Linked DNA regions of Mus musculus: region 2 is linked to region 1. Evidence: chromatin contacts called from public Hi-C data. All regions are on one chromosome and are shown on one strand. Each heading gives the region's core, a stretch centred on a gene start, on an enhancer-like site or on the middle of the called end of the contact. The rest is flanking DNA. Distances are from core to core; before and after follow the strand shown.

Region 1 (5,302 bases), core at 1,755-4,254:
AAATGGTGGTTCACAACCATCTATAATGAGATCTGATGCCCTCTTCTAAAGACAGCTACAGTGTACTTAGATATATAAATCTTTAAAAAAAGAAGAAAGTATGACCAAAAGCAACTTGGGGAGGGTTATTTGACTCACATGACCCCATCACAGTCCTTATCAGGGGAAGCCAAGGCGGGAACTGATGCAGAGACCACAGCCGAACGTTGCTTACAGACTACTCCCCATGACTTGTTCAGCCTGCTTTCTTATATGACATAGGACTGTCTTCCCCGGGTAGTACTGCCCAAATCTGTCATTTAGCAAGAAAATGTCCCACAAGCTGGGTATGATGGCATATGCCATTAGTCTTAGCATTTGGGAGATGGGGAGTTCAGGACCAGACTGGTCTATATAGTGAGTTTCAGGACAGAGAAAGACCCTGACTCAAAAAAGAGGAAGAGGTGGAGGAAGAGAAAATGCCACACACACTTTCCTAAGGCTAGTCCAGTCTGGTGGAGATTTTTAAAAATTCATTTAATTTTTTTATATATATTTATTTATTTTGGTTTTTCGAGACAGGGTTTTTCTCTGTATAGCCCTGGCTGTCCTGGAACTCACTCTGTAGACCAGGCTGGCCTCGAACTCAGAAATCCACCTGCCTCTGCCTCCCAAGTGCTGGGACTAAAGGCGTGCGCCACCACGCCCGGCTAATTTTATTTTATATACATTGGTGTGAGGGTGTCAGATCCTTTGGAGCTGGAGCTACAGATGGTTGTGAGCTGCCATGTGAGTGCTGGCTGGGAACTGAACCCAGGTCCTTTGGAAGAACTGACAGTGCTCTTAACCACCATTTCTCTAGCCCCCAAGACATTTTTCTGAATTAAGGATTCCTCTTTCCAAGTGACTCCAGTTTGTGTCGAGTTTTCAAGGACTAACTAGTACTCCTGCCAGTGAGCCTCACACTGGATTCTTGTATTTTGAAAACCCTCAGGAGCAGATGCCGTTGCCACTGGCCACTACGCCAGGACCTCACTGGAGGATGAGGAAGTCTTTGAGCAAAAGCACACTAAGAAGCCTGACGGGCTGTTCAGAAATCGATTTGAAGTCAGAAACCGTAAGTTTGAGTGTGTGGTCGAAGCTGTAACCTCTATGAGCAGAGGGTACTTAGAAGGATGGCAGGAGCAGGGCCTGAGCATCCGGCTCATGCCCAGCCCTGGGTCTCTCAATGAGCCAGTTTGTTTAGTTCACATTTGCAAAGGCACAGGCAGAGTGGGGTCGCTTCCCCAAGGGCTTGCGGTTGAGCATTGAGATGTCCTAGTTGGGCGCCAGGGTGAGAGCTGAGGAGGGTGAACCAGAAACTTACTGTCTAGGTTATTACATGTGCAGTCTTTGGGAAAATCTTTGATGGTGATAATGGGAATGGTCTTAAGAGGGTCCCACGCAGAGGGAGAGTCGTTTCCCGGCATGAATAGTGTCATCCGCTCGTGCCGAGGACATGCTCGCCTTTGTTTGCCCCCCACTTATTCTGGTTCTCCTCAGACAGTCAAGCACTGTGTTGACTGACTTGCGTGTGGTAGTTTCACAGTGTCTTGGTTTTCAGTGTGCGTTTTAGGCAAACCAGAGCTGTGTGTCTCTGGTCTGAGCCCTAGGGGATCGTACAAGTGGCTCATGCAAGCGGAGCAGAACAGATCAGCTGGGGGATGGCTGTAGTTGTTGGGGACCTGGCTGTGTAGCCAGCAGTTTTCATGTGAACATGGTGTAGTATGTGGCGGATCAGAAAGAACAACAGGAGTTCAGAAATGATCAATCTCTGGACCAGATGTGGCTCCGTCCTGCTCTTTCCCTCTATGGCACATTTGGTCGTGTTACCATCTTCCTGTTTTAAAGTCATAGGTTCTCAGTGAATTTTAAAGTAACTCAGAAGGTAGATGTGGGATACATACCTATAATGTCAGCACTTGGGAGGCTCAAAAGATAGTCAAAACGATCCAGGACAAAATAACTCAACGCCCCCCCCCCCCCCCCCCAATGCACACAAACACTATTTGAGAGCATTTTGTTTTGAGACAGATTGGATTGTAGCCTTATGTCAGCAAACAGGTGCATTGTTTTTGACAGACAGAGTAACAGGACAAAAACAGGAGGCAGGTCAGTCCACAGCACAGCCTTTCAGCTCTGCGTCATCTTGGGCAGCCCTTAGGTGTCACTGAAACCATGGCGGAGAGGGTATTCTCCATTACAAGGAGATGAAAGCCAGCGGCTGGAAACATGCAGGCAGTATGATGCTTACCGCTGGCTGCTATACAACTTGTGCAGTGGGCTTAAACCATGGAGCTGGGGAAATGGGGTTCAGTCCCTGGAACCCATGTAAGAACGCCAGGCATGGTGGCATCTACGTATAACCCCAATGCTGGAGGCAAAAAGAGACTAAACTGCCTAGTCTAGTTGGTGAGTTTGAGCCAGTGAGAGACCATCTCTAGAAAGAAGATGCCAGAGGAGCAGCAGTTGAGGATGTCATGTGACCTCCACACTCGTGTACTGATATGGACAGACTCTCAAACACGTGTGCACACTCAGAGTTGAGCTGGTGTGTGTGGAGTGTTTCGAATTTCACTAATGGGATGTCTCCTAGTACTATATGTGAGGAAGGGGTCGGGAAGCGGATCTGCCCGTCAGCCCCACCAGCCACAGACATGAGTGGGACTGACTGAATGGGAAATTTACCTGGCCACCTTCTCAGGCTCGAAACTCACCAGGGCCAGTGCCACTCACACTTGTGTATATGCAGTAAGAATTCTTTACAGTTATGTGGAGAGTGCTAGAGACTACAGCAAGGCTGCTAACATGTCGGTCTGGACATGAGCAAAGCAGTTTCCACCGAGGAGGTGCGTTCTACAGAGCTGTCTCCACCGAGGCTGGGCTGAAGGCCAAAGCCTGCTGTGTTTCTTTGCACACTTCACACCTGCAGGTGTTAGGCAAGCACACTGCTGACGCTAGTTCAGCATTGTTCTGGATGAATGGTCTTGTCCCGTCCCAGCCATGACTAGAGTTATGAAGGTCGGTGCTTCTCACTGCAGTCTTCTCATACAGTGTTTACTGTGTGAAAGTCTTACAGTTGAAATTACCAGCGCGGAGAAATTTCTGTATGTAAAATCGACGTTCCTTGTATTGTCCCTAATAAATAAACCAGGGCCAGCATTTCCTGAGCACTAGCCATGCTTTGTTTTTCTCCCATAGTCTTTTCAATGGGTTTTGCTTGTGGCAGACTTGGGGTAACTGCTCACACAGAAGGGCATTAAAGCAGAGTCATTATCTGTGCTCCAGCAATGACTTTTGTTCTTTACTTTTGGCAGCCGTAAAACTTCTCCAAGCAGCTGACAGCTTTAAAGACCAGACCTTCTTTCTCAGCCAGGTTTCCCAGGATGCCCTGAGAAGGACCATCTTTCCCCTGGGGGAACTAACAAAAGATTTTGTAAAGAAAATAGCCGCGGAGAATAGCCTCCATCACGTGCTTCAGAAGAGAGAGGTAGGCGTGAGCAGCTTGCCACTGGTCCGTGAATGTATGCATCCATGTTGTCATGGTACAGGCAGGGCTGGGCTCTGTGGACCCTCTGCCGGGCCAAGCCACAGAGTGCGGCTGCAGGGGGGGAGCACCCGAGGCCTCCCTTCTCCTTCCTGCTCCCTCGTCCCTGCTGTGGTTGACTGCTTTCTCTGTAGACACAGTAGTTGGCTTAGCCAGCAGAGAGCAGCCACGCTAGTTCATCCCATGAGGCAGGAGTCTGCAGCCATCTGTACACAGTGCTGCCTATCCGAGGAGACAGTGACAGTCCGTGCCTGCCTTCTCAGCTCCCTGTGAGAGACCATCACACTCCTGCATCTGGAAGCCATGCTGACCCCTGTGGAGAGAGGGCTGGGAGCCTGTGGGCAGCCCCGGTAGTTAAGGTTTCAGGAGACATTAGCTCAGCTGTAGTCACCACTTACACCAGTCTTCTGGGAAGACGCATGACTGTGCCTTTTATCAGCAAGTCCACATTGTCAAAAAGAACATCGCTTGCCCATTGTACGTCTTCCCTGTTGCTCAGCTGACAGGATTTCTCCATTGGTAGGAACTGAGGGAGTCACTGCAATATATGGGAAGATCCCTGGTCTCTTGGCCTTTGTTATAGAGAGACACACACTGAGGAATAATTACAGAGCTGCTTGCCCAGAATAGTCCTGGGGCGGTCAGCTTCTTGTCTGGACTGTGAAGGGCCTAGCCAGCTACACCAGTCTTCTCCCTGACTCCCTGCTGCCCCGAGTCTGCCTGGCCCTACTTCCTGCATCCACCTTGGTCCCTGGCTCTCCAGCACTGAGCAGTCTAGGTTGCTCTCCTGGTTTGCTCATAGGTTTTCCAACAGTCTAGTTGCAGATGGCGATGCAGTGTGTTTACACGATAGCATCTACTTTGAAGCCAAACTTGGAAAGACAAGACATTCTCTAGGCCCTCAGCTCCTGTATCTGGAGCCTCCTGCAACACAGCCTGCTCTCTCCCCTCCTAGCCCAGCCCAGCTCCCTGTTCCCTGGTTGCCTCCTGGCTTCTGCTCACACCATGTTGACCTTCCTCTCGTTCCAGAGCATGGGCATCTGCTTCATTGGTAAGAGAAACTTGGAGCATTTCCTTCTTCAGGTGAGTGTCGTCTGACATGAGTGGCTGTCTGCTCTGGGCCTGGGTCTCCAGTAGTGATGAAACCTGTCTTCCAGTATTTGCAGCCTCGGCCTGGAAAGTTTGTTTCTATCGAGGATAATACAGTTCTGGGAACACACAAAGGTGAGTCCTGCCAGCTCGGGGAAGCAAAGGCCAAGGCTAACTCCTGTCCGTTCCATGCAGGGCTCCGGAGGCCTTGAGGGCTGGGCTGGGCTGGGCTGGGTACATGCTGCATGAGCAGTCACTCTGACAGGGATTTGCTGTGTGTTGTAATCCCTAGATTCAGAGCTGGAGTGAGACTGTGTCTGTGATACATTACTAAGAGATGCTGTAGCAGACTGTAGGAAGTGCCGCTGGAGAAAGAACATAGCTGACCTCAGAGCCAGGTGACTGAGGAGCACATGGGTGCCGTTCACGTAATCACAGAGCCAGACAACCATGATGCACTGTGCAGAGTGAGGACAGAGGCAGTCAGTCGCAAGTGCTCACACCCTTAAGTGGGAACAGAGGCGACATGCCTCCTGAGACTTGATGTCTAGCCTGAACTGTGGGACTAGCTGGAAGGACAGGGCTTGTGGAGGAAGCAGGGAGAGACCCAGCTGAACTGGGTGTTATATTGACCTTGCTGGAGACAGT
Region 2 (5,302 bases), core at 1,285-3,784, 230 kb after region 1:
TGTGACTTCACTTGCCTGTTGAAAAATAGACCATACACCCATGGGGAAAGCACCTTGGTGCTTGCTGGGCTCTGTCCTCAACAGCCCTCCGGCCTTCAGGGCTTCGGGAGCCGACAGATCCCACCTGTCCCCCGAAGTGCACTTCCACGAGGGCTGCAGGCGTTTGCTTCATGAACTTTGCCTTTGTCCCCTTTAAGGTCCGAGGAGCAGCCAGCACAGCCTCAGCAGCCACCAAAGGGACAGAGCCAGGCCAGCAATGGCACAGGCACAGGTAGGCCCCCCTGGGAAGGGGTGGTTCTCTCCCTAGCCAGGGCTCTCCCATATGGGACTCTCCTGCCACCAAAACTGGGTCAGTGCCCTCACTGTGGCTTAAGTCACCCCGAAGGTGATCTCATTTCCGTGCACAGACATGACGTGTTGTCTAGTTTGGCCAGGCCTCCTGAGAGGCACCAAAAGGCACACACTGGCTTTGCTACGTTCACTCACTGACCTGTTCCCCATGACTAGTCATCCCATGTGGGCACGTCCCCTTGCTCCCTGCCTTAGCGCTCACATCCATCTTGTGACATACTTCAGCTTCTAGAGTTGCCCTTTAGAGGAGAAGGGAGCTCTGTCCTCTGTGTACTTCTTGCAGGTCCTGGCTGCACCCTGACAGACAGTGTCCGTCCAGCATACTGACCATTCACAAGACTCTCCCTCCCTATGCCAGGAAGCTTGGCATAAGCTATGGCTTAGGTCATTGGCTCTGGGCTGCCAGCATCAGGAAGAGGCCCAGAAGAGGAGGCCATTCCTAAGGTTCTCCCAGGTCCAGCCTCACTCCACCCACTGGCAGCCAGCCCCAGTGCAGGTCTGGCAGCTGCATCCCCTGGGAGGTGGCCTCCTCGGGCCATCCGGAGGATCCCTGGCCAGTTCCCAGGCTTAGATGGAGAGCCCTTAGCTTGTGAATCTTGATTACCAGGCCAGGAGCAGCACAGAAGACCCCAAGACCCTTAGTGCTTGGTGGCAGTGAGGCTTGAGAACTCGGGTCACCCAGCTCCTTGCTCCTTCACAGGGGCTGGGGACCCTTTGTCTTCTCATTAAGGTCAGGCCTTTTTAAAAAATTTTATTTATTTATTTATTTTTGATTTCTCGAGACAGGGTTTCTCTGTGTAGTCCTGGCTGTCCTGAAACTCACTTTGTAGACCAGGCTGGCCTTGAACTCAGAAATGTGCCTGCCCCTGCCTCCCAAGTGCTGGGATTAAAGGCGTGCACTACCACTGCCCGGCCTATTTTTTTCTCTTTTAAAAAAAGATCTATTTTTATTTTATACGTACGAGTGTTTTGCCGTCATGTGTGTCTGTACCATATAAGTATCTGGTGCCCATGGAGGCTGGAAGAAGGGGCATAGAATCTCTCGGAACTGGAGTTACAGATGTTTGTAAGCTACCATGTGGGTGCTGGGAATCGAACAAGTGTCCTCTGAAAGATTAGCTGGCACTTCTAGCCACTGAGCCATCTCTCCACCCACAAACCTTACTTTGATTGCGTGGTCTCCAGGTGTGGTGGGCTGTGTGGGACTGTGTGCCTTCTCCACACTGTGGCCCTCGATCACCCTCCAAGACAGGAAGGATGTGGTAGAGGAGAGGGACCACACCCTGGCTCTGCCACATCCTAGATAAATGAAGGAATCTGGTTATCAGGCAGACACCTGCCTCAGTCTATCCCTGGACCTCAGCTGTACCCCTTGGAGCATGAAGCACTGCTTTAGGCCTTTTCCTTCCTAAGAAGCTAGCTCTACGTGTGGCAGAAAACATCCCCCACCCTGGAAGTCAAGCAGGGGCCTTAGGACTTCAGGACCGACTGAAGACCTGCTTCCTACAGGCAGATGGCCATGTTCCCTGGATCCGGCTGGGGTCCACAACCCATAGATAGACCCTGTCAGGTTTTCTTTTTTACATTTTGATTTCATGAGGCAAGGTCTCTCTGTGTAGCCCAGGCTGATCCTCCTGCATCAGGCTCCCTGACCAGTGTTGGGACTTCTGATGTCCCGCATCATGCCCAGCCTGGACTTACACTTTTAAATAGCGTTTTATATATTTAAATGCTTGGGGAAAAAAACACAAGGAAGGTGATTTTCCAGTAACTGAACCGTGTGTCCAGTGTCCATAAATAATCCAATGGAGACACAGGCTGGCCAGTCTTTTGCCTGGCCTTTAGACGGCCTTTGGCTCCCATACAAGCTTCTGTGCCTACCTGGATCCACCTGCAAACCTTGGTGATGGTAATAAAGCCAGATAGGCCTGCAGGCTGTCTGGGTAGCCCCAGAAGACACATATCTCAGCCCACCTACCTTCTCCCCCTACCCCGTAGCCTCCACTCTAGTGACCCATGTCCCTCAACTTTGTTTACATTGACTATTGTCCACTCTCTCTGACTCCACAGCACACCTGGTGTGTTTTCTTTAAGTTTTAATTAATACATGATATCTGTGTTTATGGCACCCCAGGTGTCTGGTGGTGTTTGAGTGCTGCCTGCCAGTCCCAGGCTTTTAAATTATGGTGGAGCAGTGCCCCCTGCAGGCAACTCCACATCTTGTTTTCTTTAGGGTGCAGTCTGGGGGCACTGCCAGGCAGCCTCAGCCCTGGCCTTCTCTTGGGTTGTGAGACACAGCCGATCTCTGTGAGCTCACCTTGGCCAGCAGCTTGGTCTCTGGGCCTTGTAGCCCACTGTGCCCTACACACACTGGCTGGACCCCAGGACCTGGCATGGTGAACTCCCTCAGCCTCTTCCCATGGTCAGACACGGCCTGGACATAAGCCCAAGGTTGCTGGGAATTTGAGGTCTGGAGATTGCTGCGGTCAAGTGTGAGGCTGGAGACATCATGCTTTGGAGGGTCTCTGTGGCTGGGTGGCTATGGCCTGCATCTTTTGGTTTGAACCTAGTGTCTTCAGGGAGCTAAGGCCTTCCTTCACAGGCTCCTCTGGCTGGGCCCTTCACACCTCGCTCCGGAGTGTAGCCTTCACTCCTATAAACCTTTCCCTTATCCCCACCCAGACTGACATTTTCTGTGAGGCCCCATGCCTGCCCTACCTCTCCATCCCACCTCAGGAGGGGCTGTGTAGACCCTGCAGCACCCCTCTCTGATGTCTGCTCCTCCCCACAGAGCGCCGCAGCCAGGGCTTGGCCTCCCGTGTACAGAAGTGGTTCTATGAGAGGTTTGGGGAATACATCGAGGACTTCCGCTTCCAACCAGAGGAGAACACAGTAGAGACGGAGGAGCCCCTCAGCGCCCGCAGGTAGGGGCGCCTCACCGAGACCAAGGGTCTTCATGCTAGGACCAGGGCCCCGCACTAAGCATCAGTGGGCCAGTCAGTCTTGATATCCTGTGGAAGGGGCTGCCACAAGCTCCTAAAGACCCCCTGTGCCTATGTTTCTGGGCCACCTCCTCGGAGGGGCTCGTGGGAAAGTAGAATCATGTCCCATCCATGTTGACTGACTTGTGCTTTGTGACAAAAGTCACGTGAGGGTTGTGTGTGCCCGGTGTCCATCGTGGGGGTTGGATCACTTGACGGTTCATGGACCGGGTCCGTAGACAGAGGCTCCCCATAAGCAGACGTTCTCATGGGCCCCAGGGGTTCTAGAGAGCCAGACCATCAAGGTGCCTCCTGAGCTGCAAGGGTACCCAAGGGCACTCAGTACTGTGCTCTGGTCACTGTGCATTGTCTCCAGGCTCCTGAGGGTCCCAGGCACTTGGATGTCCTCCTTGCTGCCCTCATACTAGTTAGTAGTGGTGTTTTCTCAGAGTGGCATGCTGAGCTGTTGGTGACTTCACACTAAGACTGACTCTCTCTTTCTCTCTCTCTCTCTCTCTCTCTCTCTCTCTTTCTCTCTCTCAGGTTAACTGAAAACATGAGAAGACTGAGTAAGTACTGTGGGTCTTGGCATGAGGGAGGAGGAGGGGGGAGAAGGAGGAGAGGGGGAGGGGAGAGAGGAAGGAGGAGATGGGGAGGACAGAAGGAAGGAGGAGAGGGAGGGGTAGAAGGAGAGGAAGGGAGGGGGAAGAGGAGAGGGAGGAGGAGGGGAAGGAAGAGAAGAGAGGGGAGGAAGAGAGGGAAAGGGCGAGAAGAGAAGGGAAGAGGGGAGGGGAGGGGGAAGAGGAGGGGGAGGAGAAGGAGACAGAGAAAGGGAAAGAAGAGAGGGGGAGGGGTAGAAGGAGAGAGGGAGGGGAGGGGGGAGAAGAGAGGGAAGGAGGAGTAGGCAGGGGGAAAGGGGAGGGGGGAGAGGGGAGAGGAGAGGGGAGAGGGTAGCCTCTATGATTGTGAGCTGAATAGAACTCTCTAGAAAAGCATTTAAGGGCAACTCCTCCCCCATCCTCCCTGAGACAAAAACTTGTGGTGTTGTGTGCCTGGGACACACCACCTTCAGGCCCAACCGAGCGTTGAACCTGCTCTGATCAACTTAGAATTTACAGCAATGGTTCTCAGTGGTTCTCCTGCTGCTGCAGCCCTTTAATACAATTCCTCATGTTGTGGCGACCCCCAACCATAAGATTATTTTGGTTGCTACTTCATAACTGTAACTTTTACTACTGTTATGGATCATAAGTATCTGTGCTTTCGGATGGTCTTAGGTGACCCCTATGAAAGGGTCATTCTTCGACCCCACCCCCAAAGTGGCTCCCACCACAGTTCGAGAACCACTGATGCAGGATGAAATACGGCTCTGTCCTCTGATATTCCTTCAGCCCCTCAGAGTGCAGACAGCAGCTGTCCTCACTGTTTCTTCCCTTCCCCATCTCCTGCTACTTGTGGGCTGCACTGGGGGCAGGTGGCATCTCCCTATGGGGACCGCAGTCAGTAGTCAGGAGGGACACTGGCAGCAGGGGCCTCAGGGGGTTGGGTCTCGCACCCAATGCGACCCGTGAGCTGACTTTGCTTCTGCCTTGGGGGCCCGCCTGACCCTGCTTGCTTGTGTGCTACAAGGCAGGCCAGCACTGTGCTGACTGTGCGCTGTCTGCTCTGTCCCCAGAGCGCGGTGCCAAGCCTGTCACTAACTTCGTGAAGAACCTGTCTGCCTTATCTGACTGGTACTCCATCTACACCTCCGCCATCGCCTTCACGGTGAGTGAGTGTTCTCCCAGGCTGAGTCAGGCCAGCGGGACGCCTGGACCAGTCTTCTCCGTGAGACCCCTAGAGGGCAGCCCCTCCTTTGGACTCTAGGCGTGATCCACTTCAGTCCCTCTGTCAGCTATATGGGTGTGTGCAATGGCGAGCCTCCTCATCAGCTAGCAGAACCCAGGCATGGGAGTGACGCTGGGGACGAG

What was found. Hi-C and Micro-C count contacts between places; a contact is called where the count stands out from the background.
Region 2: a contact with region 1 is called in a Hi-C map of cerebellum, with 3 times the contacts expected there. The contact joins two enhancer-like sites. A contact is called at or near these places in 14 of 39 promoter capture datasets (the HPC-7 cell line, HPC-7-derived erythroid cells, Sertoli cells and 9 more), 6 of 15 datasets of contacts at CTCF or cohesin (CD8 T cells, the NIH/3T3 cell line, embryonic stem cells and 2 more), 213 of 484 Hi-C or Micro-C datasets (the 63-12 cell line, 8-cell embryo, the AML12 cell line and 113 more), 35 of 115 datasets of contacts at active chromatin or transcription factors (the 230-238 cell line, CD4 single positive thymocytes, DN3 thymocytes and 21 more) and 5 of 9 other capture datasets (adipose tissue, embryonic stem cells, embryonic tail and 2 more).

The regions. Positions count from the first base shown.
Region 1 is chr15:85,889,232-85,894,533 of GRCm38.p6, forward strand. Trmu (tRNA 5-methylaminomethyl-2-thiouridylate methyltransferase) reads left to right here. Exons shown (of 11, transcript NM_028063.2): 4 at 974-1,096; 5 at 3,336-3,508; 6 at 4,595-4,648; 7 at 4,723-4,789. Among named protein-coding and RNA genes, the nearest start is that of Trmu, 13 kb to the left of the region's middle. Within about 2 kb of position 3,005, at least 21 of the 459 cell types and tissues checked have an H3K27ac peak or open chromatin away from gene starts, as enhancers often do. A contact at or near this core is called in cerebellum and neural stem cells, where this site is marked.
Region 2 is chr15:86,121,982-86,127,283 of GRCm38.p6, forward strand. It overlaps Gramd4 (GRAM domain containing 4), which reads left to right. Exons shown (of 19, transcript NM_001379572.1): 5 at 198-271; 6 at 3,143-3,275; 7 at 3,876-3,901; 8 at 5,008-5,099. Among named protein-coding and RNA genes, the nearest start is that of Gm15722, 33 kb to the left of the region's middle. Within about 2 kb of position 2,535, at least 13 of the 459 cell types and tissues checked have an H3K27ac peak or open chromatin away from gene starts, as enhancers often do. A contact at or near this core is called in cerebellum and neural stem cells, where this site is marked.